Linked DNA regions of Rattus norvegicus: region 1 is linked to region 2. A link is a contact called in public Hi-C data. All regions are on one chromosome and are shown on one strand. The core of a region is the stretch at or near the end of the contact, and the rest is flanking DNA. Distances in the headings are between cores, read along the strand shown.

The links. A called contact is a pair of places that touch in the nucleus more often than the background predicts.
Region 1: a Hi-C map of liver shows a contact between it and region 2, with 2.7 times the contacts expected there. The contact joins the promoter of Zfp27 here to the promoter of Zfp84 in region 2. A contact is called at or near these places in 6 of 12 Hi-C or Micro-C datasets (the A7r5 cell line, frontal cortex, kidney and 2 more) and 1 of 1 datasets of contacts at active chromatin or transcription factors (oligodendrocytes).

Annotation. Positions count from the first base shown.
Region 1 is chr1:94,253,515-94,259,725 of GRCr8, forward strand. Zfp27 (zinc finger protein 27) reads right to left here and starts at 4,679. Exons shown (of 4, transcript XM_008759226.3): 1 at 3,953-4,679; 2 at 2,187-2,373. The coding sequence starts at 2,258. Zfp420 (zinc finger protein 420) reads left to right here and starts at 6,201. Exons shown (of 5, transcript XM_039093741.2): 1 at 6,201-6,211.
Region 2 is chr1:94,110,677-94,116,362 of GRCr8, forward strand. It overlaps Zfp84 (zinc finger protein 84), which reads left to right and starts at 4,147. Exons shown (of 5, transcript NM_001107500.3): 1 at 4,147-4,261.

The sequences.
Region 1 (6,211 bases), core at 3,429-5,928, 140 kb after region 2:
CAGGTATATGCCCAGGTATACGCTCAGGTATATGCCCAGGTACACGCTCAGGTATATGCCCAGGTACACGCTCAGGTATATGCCCAGGTATACGCTCAGGTATATGCCCAGGTACACGCTCAGGTATATGCCCAGGTACACGCTCAGGTATATGCCCAGGTACACGCTCAGGTATATGCCCAGGTACACGCTCAGGTATATGCCCAGGTACACGCTCAGGTATATGCCCAGGTACACGCTCAGGTATATGCCCAGGTACACGCTCAGGTATATGCCCAGGTACACGCTCAGGTATATGCCCAGGTACACGCTCAGGTATATGCCCAGGTACACGCTCAGGTATATGCCCAGGTACACGCTCAGGTATATGCCCAGGTACACGCTCAGGTATATGCCCAGGTACACGCTCAGGTATATGCCCAGGTACACGCTCAGGTATATGCCCAGGTACACGCTCAGGTATATGCCCAGGTACACGCTCAGGTATATGCCCAGGTACACGCTCAGGTGTGTCTACTGGGCCAGGGTGTTCCTGTTAGTAACAAAAGGCTACCACATGCATCCGAAGGGCTCAGCAGGGGTCAAACATGCAGGGGACCCAGGAGGGTCGGACCTTAGGGGAAACACTAGAGCTAAAGGCACAGGAATTTATAGGTCATGATAAGGAACAAAGAGAGGAAAATGAAGGCTGGAGACAGGAGCTGGAAAAGACGCTAGAACAAAATATGCAGCAGCTCATAGACCAGGCTGAGCCACAAAGAGAAAAATAATGAGGATTGGAAGCAGGGCTTGGAGGAGAACCTTTTAAAATTAATCAATCAGAATAAAATGGACAGCAGAATATCAGAATTATAATATAAAGAAAAATTAAACTGTGGAAGCAGAACCTTGAGCAGAGATTACAGGGCCTCGAGCAGCAGGAGGAGCGACAAAAGGAGATATGAAGCAGCATCAACACAGACCTCAAGGGAGGAATTTCAAATTCCAATTAAGGAGGATACTCAGGTAGAAACAGAAGATAAAATTAGGGAAAGCCAACCGGAGGTTATTAGAAAACAAGATTTAGTCTCTCCAGTTAGTGTGCGACAAAGCCCTCCAGGTGATGATCAACCACAGGGCTATCGGGGGCTCGAATGGCACCCCATGGATGTGTGAGAACTGAGGAAATTTAAGGAGAGTGTCACTAATTTTGGAATGCATTCTCCATTTGTAGAATAAATCCTGACTTCTTGAGCTGTTAAAAATAGAATAATTCCCCACGGACTGGAAGACTGTGGCAAAGACAACACGAGAACCTGTGTCACATTTACAGCGGCTCGCACGGTGGAAAGAAGCGGTGAGGGAGACGGCACCACAGAACAGAGCCAGGGGTAGAGAGATCTCCACAGATCAGATGCTTGATGAGGGTCGCTCGGCTGAGGTAGGGGTGCAGGCTATATATGATGAAGAAACCTTGGCATTGTGTCGCTTGGCAGCCTTCAAGCCCAAGCACCCTTTAGCCCAAGCTAAAGGGCCTCTGTGTGCTGTGGTGGCAATACGGAGACAGAGGGCAAGGCTGTGGGCTCTGATCTCTTCACTTCTGTGGTTGCAGGAAATGAACTTGGGTCTCCAAGCTCATGGGCGAGCAGACTTAATGAGCCATCTCACTGAGTACAATGTTTAAAACCGCAACCTGAAATGAACGGTTGATAGCGGTTAACAGCGGCTCCACTGAGGAGGAGACAAAGTTGACAATGTTTCCCAAAAAGGAAAGCAGCAAAAAAAAATCGTGGAGGAGGAAAAATGAAAATTGGAGACCTACTGAGAAGCAGAAACGTGAGGAATGGAAGCAAGCGGATATTTGTGTCCAGTGTGGCGATTGGAAAAGGAATGATGCCATTTCTTCAAAGACCCTATAGGGAAGTAATTTCTACCAAGAATTTTATCCACAGACAACAGATGAACACCACAGGATGACAAAAAACAGTCATTCATCACGGTCCGCCCTCACTGCCTCTGGAGTGGAGAACATTTGCCCAGGTGTTTCTTGATTTTTGATAAATAGATCAAGATTGGTTCCCTGAGGGGCAGGTTTAGGGGTCCAGTTGCTCCTGTGGCTTATCTGCTTCTCCTCTGAGACTCCAAGGACAAATCAGGGCCATCTACTCCTGGAGGAATGCCCACCCACAAAACCCCTCCCCTCTGACCTCACTGGAGCTCCCAGGATCTTCTGGGGCCAATGATGTAGCTTCCAGGGTTGAAGTCCAGTCAGTTGGCATGATCACCCTGGGTCCAGACCGTGTTCTGTCAGCAACCAGATGCTTAGCGGTCCTCTAGGAGTTTAGTCAGAACTGCGAGGAAGAAGAGCTGTGGAATGTGGTGGAAGATCTGGAGCTGCGAAGAGATACCAAGACACCCAGGGTTAGAGCATTTGCCTAGCATGCTTGAGGTCTTGGGTCCAATCCCCAATTTAAAACAAAACAAAACAAAAACAAAAGAAGGACTGGAGAGATGGCCCAGTGGTTAAGAGCACTGACTGCTCTTCCAGAGGTCCTGAGTTCAAATCCCAGCAACCACATGGTGGCTCACAACCATCTGGAATGGGATCTGATGCCCTCTTCTGGTGCGTCTGAGGACAGCGACAGTGTACTCATATAAATAAAATAAATCGTTTTTAAAAAGGAAAAAAAAAACACAAATTAAAATATTGACATATATTATTTTCATCATGAAGCTAACAGGTTCTAATGTTTTATTAAAAAAAGAAATCTAGCAATTGCTTTTAAAAAGTCAAGGGGTGGGCTGGAGAGATGGCTCAGCGGTTAAGAGCACCCGACTGCTCTTCCAGAGGTCATGAGTTCAATTCCCAGCAACCACATGGTGGCTCACAACCATCTGTAAAGAGATCCGATGCCCTCTTCTGGTGTATCTGAAGACAGCTACAGTGTACTTATATATAATAAATAAATAAATCTTAAAAAAAAAAAAGTCAAGGGGTAAAAACTAGACAAAAGATATAAAACTTGCAAAACGGAAAGATACTTGCGAAAATAAGCTCTTTTACAAACTGATGGTGGACACTGAATTTGCTAATAATATCCTGGAGATACTTAGTCATACCTATTACTAAAAATAACTGGAAGGGGGTAGTAAGGGTTGGTGAGACGAAAATACATTGTATACATATCTTCAAAGAATAAACAAACACATTTTGCAAAAATACACATAAGTGTTGGTAACGATATAACTTCAAACATACAAACCAGAAATGGACAAAGGAGAGATAGACAAATCACCTTTCTGTTGTGAGCAATATACCTCCACCACAACTAAGCAGACAAAAAAAATCTGTAATGTCTGCTGGTGGGGTGCAGGCCTTTAATCCCAGAACTCCGGAGGCAGATGGATCTCTTTGAGTTCAAGACCAGCCTGGTCTACATATAGTGAGTTCTGGGACATCCAGGGCTCCAAAAAACAAAAAGCAAAACCAAAACTGTAAGGCCATGTGATATATAACTCACAATACAACTGGGGAGCGGTAATTTTTATGCAATGTGAAGTCATTTATGAAAATGATTACGATATAGACCATAAAGCATTTTTCAACCTGACCACTACCCAGAGATATTATCTAAAACGGAAAATGCATTTCCAAATGACTCCTGGATCAAAGAAAATAAATTTAAAAAGAAAACCATTTGTATTTAATCAACAATAAAAAGTCTACATATAAATATGTAAGAATATAAATTCTTACATTAACCAACGCTAAAAATTAATGAGCTAAACTTTCGGGTTAGAAAGCAAACTGATCACAGACCCCAGGGGCTCTCGGGTGTTACAGACCCTCAGCCACTCATCACATTCCCTAACATCACATCACTCACAAGTCAGGACAGTCACACGTCACCCGGCCGGCCAACCTCCCTCCTCCAAAACTCAGAATCCCGTTATTGATCGGAGAAATCCTTACCACTGACAACCATCAACACAGCAGACAGTACCCAATACAGTCACTAACTCGCAACATACACACACATTAATGATTCCCTAGAATTCTAGTTGAAATCACCTCCAAGGTGCTTGCTCTTAAGACTTCAATGGAAACCGCGCGGAGGCGAGGGGAGAGGGGGAGGGGAACCATCTTCAAAGACCAAGGTCACTTCCGGTCTTTAAAAGAAAAAAAAATCCTTGGCTATTAGTACTGCGCATGCTCAGCGATACCTGCGACACAGGAGGACTCCAACAACCCACTAGGTGCCTAAAGAGTTTGCAGAACCTTTATATACCATTCCTTAAGAGGCTATGGCCGCGCCCGGAGATGCCGCGTAGGCCACCATCTTTGAAACTTAAGCATTCCGTACAGCAGAGGAATAGCTATCCAGCCAGATTACACAGAATGGGATAAAGAACGTAAATCCAAGCACTGTAGCCCTTGTCTGTGCATCATCCTATAGGAGGAGGTTCCTCTAGCTTTGAGGGCATGAGTTCTGTTATACTTTAAACCTAGTTGCCCGCCCCCTGCTGGAAGAAACCATGAGGTACAGGGGATCCAGCCAAAGAAGGAAAAAAATTGAGGGCTTGTGGGAGAAACCATATGAGGGGAAAAATCAAGGTGGTACAATCACTTTATAGAAAAATCATTCATGAAAAAGGTAGACAATTCAGGATGGAACTCTGCTCCTGAGGAAAAAAACCCCAGCAACCCCAAGATGCATCAGAACCAGTATCAGAAGCAACTGGAAGAATGTCAAAATCTTAAATAGGACAAACCGCATTGGGAAATAGAGTAGAAGCTGGGATAAACCCCCTGGGAGATACCGCCAGGGGTGGGGGTGGGTGGGAATAGAGCGGTCAGAATGTCCTTTGGAAGGACAGAGTAGAATACAGGCATAAAACCCGCTCGTTTCCGTTATTCACCACTCTAAGCACCTCAAGAATAGCTTAATACGAGGCATAGTGGCTCACATTTGCAGGCAGGATGAATCGATAGGCCAAGCTGAGATATGTAGAAGGAGGTAGGGAGACAGGAGGGAGGAAAGAAAGGACTTAGTAAGACCAACATGTGACTAAAAGCACCTAAAATTAAAATATAATTTATACACAGCAATGCCCTTAGTGTGTAAATGAAGCCTTAATTTAATACCATGGCCCACCCCCTTAATACCTAATTAAACACACACACACACACACACACACACACACACACACACACACACACATACAAAATGACATTGCAAGCTGAAACAGAGTCTCAAGCATTAGGTGCTCATACTGCTGTTGCCTAGAACCAGAGTTCTGTTTCCAGCCCCCACCACAGGTAGCCCACAAATCTGTCTGTAACTCTTGGTGATGTGGCATCCCCTTTTGGCCTGTACAGACACATATGTATGCATTAAAGCACATACCCATACAGAAAAACAGTAAAAACAAAACTTTTTAAAAGTACTGACAAAAGCCAGGGATGGTGGCACATGCTTTTAATCCCAGCACTAAAGAACTAGAGGCAGGCAGAATCTGTGAGTTCGAGACCAGCCTGGTCTACAAAGTGAGTTCCAGGACAGCCAGGGCTATACAGAAAAACTCTGTCTCGAAAAACCAAAAGGGAAAAAAAAGATAAAAGAATGGTAAACAAATGCTTATATCTGCTTTATTAAAATCAATTAATCTAGAGATTACCACAACAATCACAAACATGTGACTGGATATACAAACTCGTACATATAACTCATAAAACAATATTGTTCAGCTAAGAAAGGAAATACCTATGTAGAAATGAGTCCCATAAACACCAAAGCAAAAAAATGTACCTAGTATTGGACCTTCCCTTTAGTCTAAGTGTTTGTGTGACACGGACAGACTGATCTATATGAATTCAGTGCAAACCAAGTCTACTGAGTGACTCGCAGGTCGGCCTAGAGTAAGACCCAGACTCAAAATAAATAAAAATTCGAAGACAATTTTTTTCACTACTCTATAACAGAACGCTCTACCTCCTCGGGAACAACCACTCGTTTACAATTCTTTGTAAATCTGCTAGATTTTAATAACTAATATTCATTTTTTATGCCACCTAAATGGATCATAAAAATCCTATGCTGGGCCTCGCCAACAAAGAAGGGGAAGACGGGGAATCTGTCGTCATCCTGAATATTGCTACAGTGAGTTACAAGGCCCAGAAATATCCAGACTCAGGGTGTGGTATCTCAGAAATCATTTCAGCAACTTTGTT
Region 2 (5,686 bases), core at 2,897-5,396:
GACGTTTACATTAAGATTCATAACAAGGTTAAACGTATAAAGTAACAAGAAAAGTAATTTTATGGTTGGAGATCACCACCATCTGAGGAAGTGTATTAAAGGGTTGCAACATTAGGAAGGTTTGAGAACCATTATTCTAAAATGTTGAGAGTCTGAGGCCTCTGGTATACAGTGAGATCCCATCTCAAACAAGAATAAAACAAACCAAAACCAAAAACAAAAAATGAACTGGCTTTAGAGGCTTGATTAGTTCCTCAGCAAATACTTATGTTTGTTTTGTTTTTCCAAGACAGTTTCTCTGTGTAGCTTTGGCATTCTAGAACTCACTATGTAGATCAGGCTGGTCTCAAACTCACAGAGATCCACCTGCCTCTGCCTCTGCCTCCTCGGGGATGGGATTAAAGTCATGTGCCACCAACTGGTGGTAGGCTTTATCTCTTAATGGTGGCCAGCTGCTCTAGTGTCCCCAGAGAGGTAGCTGCAGCCTTACACCCCCAACCCTTCATCAGCAAGTCTTAGGGGCATCACAACACTGCCTTCTGGGAACCCTAGTCATCAGCTAACAGTGCCTATTGCTTCTTCAGAGGATCTGAATTCAGTGAACGAAAAACGGGACTGAAACTGTGTTGTGGAATTTGTGACCCCTGGGAAAGACTCAATCCAATTATAATTAAAAGATTTATTGATTACGGGCTAATCTCTGAGCCAAACTTGAGATCGTCTTGAGGAAAGAGTAAAGGGTCAGGATTTTATAAGGGGGAAAAGCCACACACAAGTAAAAACTTCCGTTCTACCAAGTTAAGTGATTAAGGCAAGTCAGAACAGTCTTTGGGTACCGGCGTAAGCAAGTTACAGAAACTAAAAAAGAAAAAGAAAAGCAGTTACATTTTGGGTGGGTATCACTGAGTCAGGGTTAACGAGAACTTATCTGCTAGGGACTGGAGTCAGAGACAACTGTTGGTGGGTACCAAGATGGATGCACAGTATAAAACGGAACTTCTTTAGCCATAACAACTGGATGCTGTGTTCAGGTTTACACGCCACTCTGAGACTTGTACGGAACTGATACTTGATTTCAAAGACCACCAACACAACACCACCAACACCAACACCAACACCGCCTGCCTCCCACTGTTAAAAATGCTGTCTTCTTGCTGAAGAACTTCTAGGAATCAGCTTGTGACTTCCCTCTCACAGACCTTTGAGTGTCAGCCCCGAGTAGTCTGAGGAGAAAGAGTGGTGAAAACAGCAAGGAACCTAGGTGGGTCATTGATAGGTGGAATTACACAGTCCAAGCAAAGTAAGGGACCTGCATCTCACAGCCTGTGATGCCACGCACAGCCACATAGTCGCCAGACGTAGTTTCTCACTGTGTTTCCTATTCAGGAGAAATATTCCAGCCCTTCCAGACACAGCCCTCTTCCCCAACATCCGCTGTCTCTCCCTCTTTCCTCTGTCTCTGTCTCTCTTTCTCTCCCCCATCTCTCTCTCTCAACACCTGCTGTCTCTCCCTCCTTTCCCTCTCCCCCTCCTTTCCCCTTTCCCCTCCCCTCCCCCTCTTCCAACCCCTTCTCCTCCCTTCAAGCACACACGCATGCACGTAAGCACGCTCCCACACATTCCTTCACACGGACACACAATGCAATCTTCACAAACGCAGAGGCCTCACATTCCAGTAACAACTAGCGGCTTCTCTATGTCCAAATCAGGAGCTCCAAATTCGAGACGTTTGTCTAGAGCCCTCCTCCACTGCCCTTAGACTTAGGCTGAATTCATTTTGCGAAGCACTGAGACCCCTGTTGGGGAGGGGTGGTATTTGTGGACTGGGACTGGACTGTAAATTGCCTGCGCCCGTTGTTTTCTGGGAAATGTAGTTCAAAGCGCGGGTTCCAAGCCGCCGTGACTTATGGGAAGAATAAGCAAGAGCCCCAAATCCTCCTTCGCGTAACACCTGCCACAATATCTACTCTAAGCCGGTTCACGGAGAATTCCTCTGGGGTAGATGTCTAGAAAGGGTCCAAGGAGGTCCCGAAAAGACCATGAACCTAGAAATCGAAAAAGCAGAATCTGGAGTTCAGGCTCTCTCTCTCTCTCTCTCTCTCTCTCTCTCTCTCTCTCTCTCTCTCTCTCTCTCTCTCTCTCTCTGTCTGTCTTTCCCCCAGCCCCGGGAGACAGGGTTTCTCTGTGTAGTTTTGGCAGAGATCTGCCTGTCTCTGCCTTCCGACTGCTGGAATTGAAGGTGTGCACCACCAACTGCAGGCTACATGTTATCTCTTAATGACAGAATAGCTGCTCTAGTGTCCCCAGAGGTAGCTTCAGCCTTTTACATGGTAGTCAAGTATTATACTGCTGTGTGCATCCCTAGCCAAAAGTACTGCTCTTTTCCTGGGGCTGGAGGGATGAGCCACAATTACCTGTCATTTTAATTTAAGTATTACACGAGACGTCCAAATGCATGTGTAGGACTGCTAGTAAGAGGTACAGCGATTAAAACATTTAAAGGTCATTATTTTTAGATATGATTTGAATTAGATATTATATTAATAGAACAGTCCCCGTTTCAAATTTTATGGTGGATGTCTGGCATACACACCTGTAGTACCAGGCATACACACCTGTAGTACAATGGGAAGATTGAGGTAGAAATATGGAAACAGGGGTTGGGGATTTGGCTCAGTAGTAGAGCGCTTGCCTACAGGCCCTGGGTTCGGTCCCCAGCTCCGGGAAAAAAAAAAGAAAGAAAGAAAGAAAGATGGAAACATTAAGGATTGCCTAGGCAACAAATCTTGCCTCAAAAAGCAATAGGAAAAATTAAAAAGTAAAATATCACAAGTCCATTGGAAAACATAAATTTATGAATTCAAGACTTACTGCTAGATATGATGGCTCAGGTCTGTAATCCCAGGAGGCTGAGACAATTAGTCCAAGTTCCAGGTAAGAGCTTGTCTCAAAAACAAACAAACAAACAAACAAACAGCAAAGTCAGCGTAGCATGGTGGCATGTCCCTTTAATTCCAGCACTTGGAATGCCAAAGCAGGAGGATCTCTATGAGTAAGAGGCCAGCCTGATCTACATAGCAATCAAGCTCCAGGCCAGACCACCGGCCAAGTCTACCTAATAAGACTCGCTTCTGCAACAACGAAATCAACCAACAATAACCAAGACTTGTGGCACGGTGATGCCTACTTTTATCATAGCAAACAAGAGGCAGAGACATTGGGATCTCAGGGTTTGAGGCCAGTATGATCGACATTGAATTCTCGGTATATTAGTGTGACAATATTAAAAAACAAAAACAAAAAACAAAAGGCACGCCGTAAAATTTAATCCAACATAAGTGGTCATGATTGGCCTAACATGAGTGCGTGGAACCGAACAGAACGTGCTCTTAAGCGCTGAACCATCTCCTTTTTGGACACAGGTTCTTAGGTCGCTTTGGCTTCAAACTTGATTTGTAACCGAGGCTAGCATTAAAGTGCCTGATTCTCCTGCCTCTACCTCCTGAGTGCTGGAATTACAAACATGCAGTGCTCATCCCAGTCTAAGGCAGCACATTTAAATTAGTGGCTATCGAGTGTAAGTAGATTAAATGTTCCAGGGAGAGGGGAGGGGATGGGGGCTTTTGAACAGGAAACCGGGAAGGGGGATAACATTTGAAATGTAAGTAAAGAAATATATCTAATAAAAAATTTTTAAAAATAGGGCGATCTTTGCCCTATCCAGTCATCCCCAGTCCTAATGGCCTTGTTTCGTTGCTCCAGGGGCCTTGGGACACCACACTGGAAAAATTCTTACACTTCGACAGTCAAGAGCAGGATGAGTTCTTTACTGAGAACGCTGTCCGTGATGGCTTCTGGGAAATGTAGTCCTAAACTGGGTCATTTTCTTGGGTTCTTGCCTCACTTCTGTAACTGGAATCAAGATCCAACCCACCGTAGAGCCGAAGCTGCTTAAGTTTCAGAGGCTTCAATCCCTGGATCCTTGAGAAATTCCCCCTTTAGAAAACTAATCGTACGTTCTCTTGTTCCAGTATTCAACTTCCTCTCTCGGACATTGAAACTCTCCTGAGGACTCTAGAGCAGCACATCCTTCTGGGAAATGTAGTCCACTATAAAAGCTCAGACACGTGGCGGAAGTGGCTGGAGAAAGGTTGTTCCGGATCATCTCTGTGCCCTACCCGACCTAACCCGGTACTGTCCTGGTTGGTATTCGCCTGTCTTCCGAGTTCGAAGCCGTGAAGACTCAGTTTATACTTCTGAGGTGAGTCTACCCTTGGTTTTAGGTACTTTGTGTATGGGGCCTTAAGGCCTGTATTTTTGGTCGCTGGCTGCAGGCTGACTCTAGGGGACCCACCCGGTTTCCGGGATGGGGCTAGAGGTTTAAAGAGGTCTCCTCCGCAGGGACTAAGGCGGCGCGAGTGTGACTGCTTGGGCAAAAAGATTTTTGGAGGATGTGGATTGTACAGGAGGGTGAGAGAGCGTGCGCGAGGTCATCAGAACATGGGTGATAGGTGGTCACCCGATCCTCTAGTCTTCCAACGCAAAGTCGGGAAGGGGGATGGATTAGGGGGAGCGAAATATGTCTACTTCTCCTTTTATGTCAAGTTAACTTGAAAAATTGGAGAGAAAAAAAAAAAAGAAAGCTAAATAGTAGAGACGATAAGGATTTCTGTGCTCATCAGTTTTACCAATCAGCGTGACTTTTAACTGTAGTTAGGAGTTAGATATGTTGACCCACATCTATAAATTAAGCACTATTGAGGACAACCATTGGAACTTAGTGAGTTCCAGGCTACTAGGAGCCTCATAGTGAAATCCTGTCTCAGATACGTATGAGTGTGTAGAAATTGTATTTGAAAATACTCAATTACTGTGGGAGTCCTACTTTTGTGTCAAACCCTCCGAGTAGGTGATTAGCCTTGTTTAGGGAACTCTTCAAGAATCTGTAAGTCTCTGTTGACTGCTATTAGAGAAATCAGGATTTGAAGTTCATGATTCTGGGTGATCCACTTGAGGTTCTAAAAAGACACCTTCCTCAGCTCCAGGCTTTTACGTCAGGAAACAGACATAGTGAGCACCCTGCACACTTGTACTCCATCGTCACCCTGTCCAGATTATAGTTACAAACCCAGTCCTCAGTATGGTGGGTTTAGAAGGTGGGGGCTTTTTGAAGGTAATTATATGGGAGCAGTGTCCTGGCTCCCGGAGCTGCCGGTGAGAGCGCAGTACAGAAACTCCATCTGTGGACGGGGAAATCGGTTTTCACCGGACACCAAATCTGTCAGTGCCAAAATGGAGATTGCTCTGCCACCACGACTGAGAACTAAATTTGTTGTTTATAAGCTTTGTCTCTGGTACTCTGGTATTTTGTTATAGCAGCTTAAATGGGCTAAAATGGACTCTGATACTGCACCTGCCCAGTTCAGAAACTATTTGAAGATCCTGAAATGTACTTTGTTTTTTTGTTTTTTTTGTTTTTTTTTTTTTTTTATGGTTTCCAGAGAGATCAAGTTCCTCTTTTTTTTTTTTTTTTTTTTTTTTTTTTTTTTTTTTTTTTAATTTGCTCGAGTGGAGGAATCCACAGAAAAGCCGTTCTTCATGACATGAGGAACACTTTCTACTGTCCCAGTCAAAGAAAGAGTGGGATGAGATAGAGTTGGGGGATGATTAATCCTGGGGTGAGGTG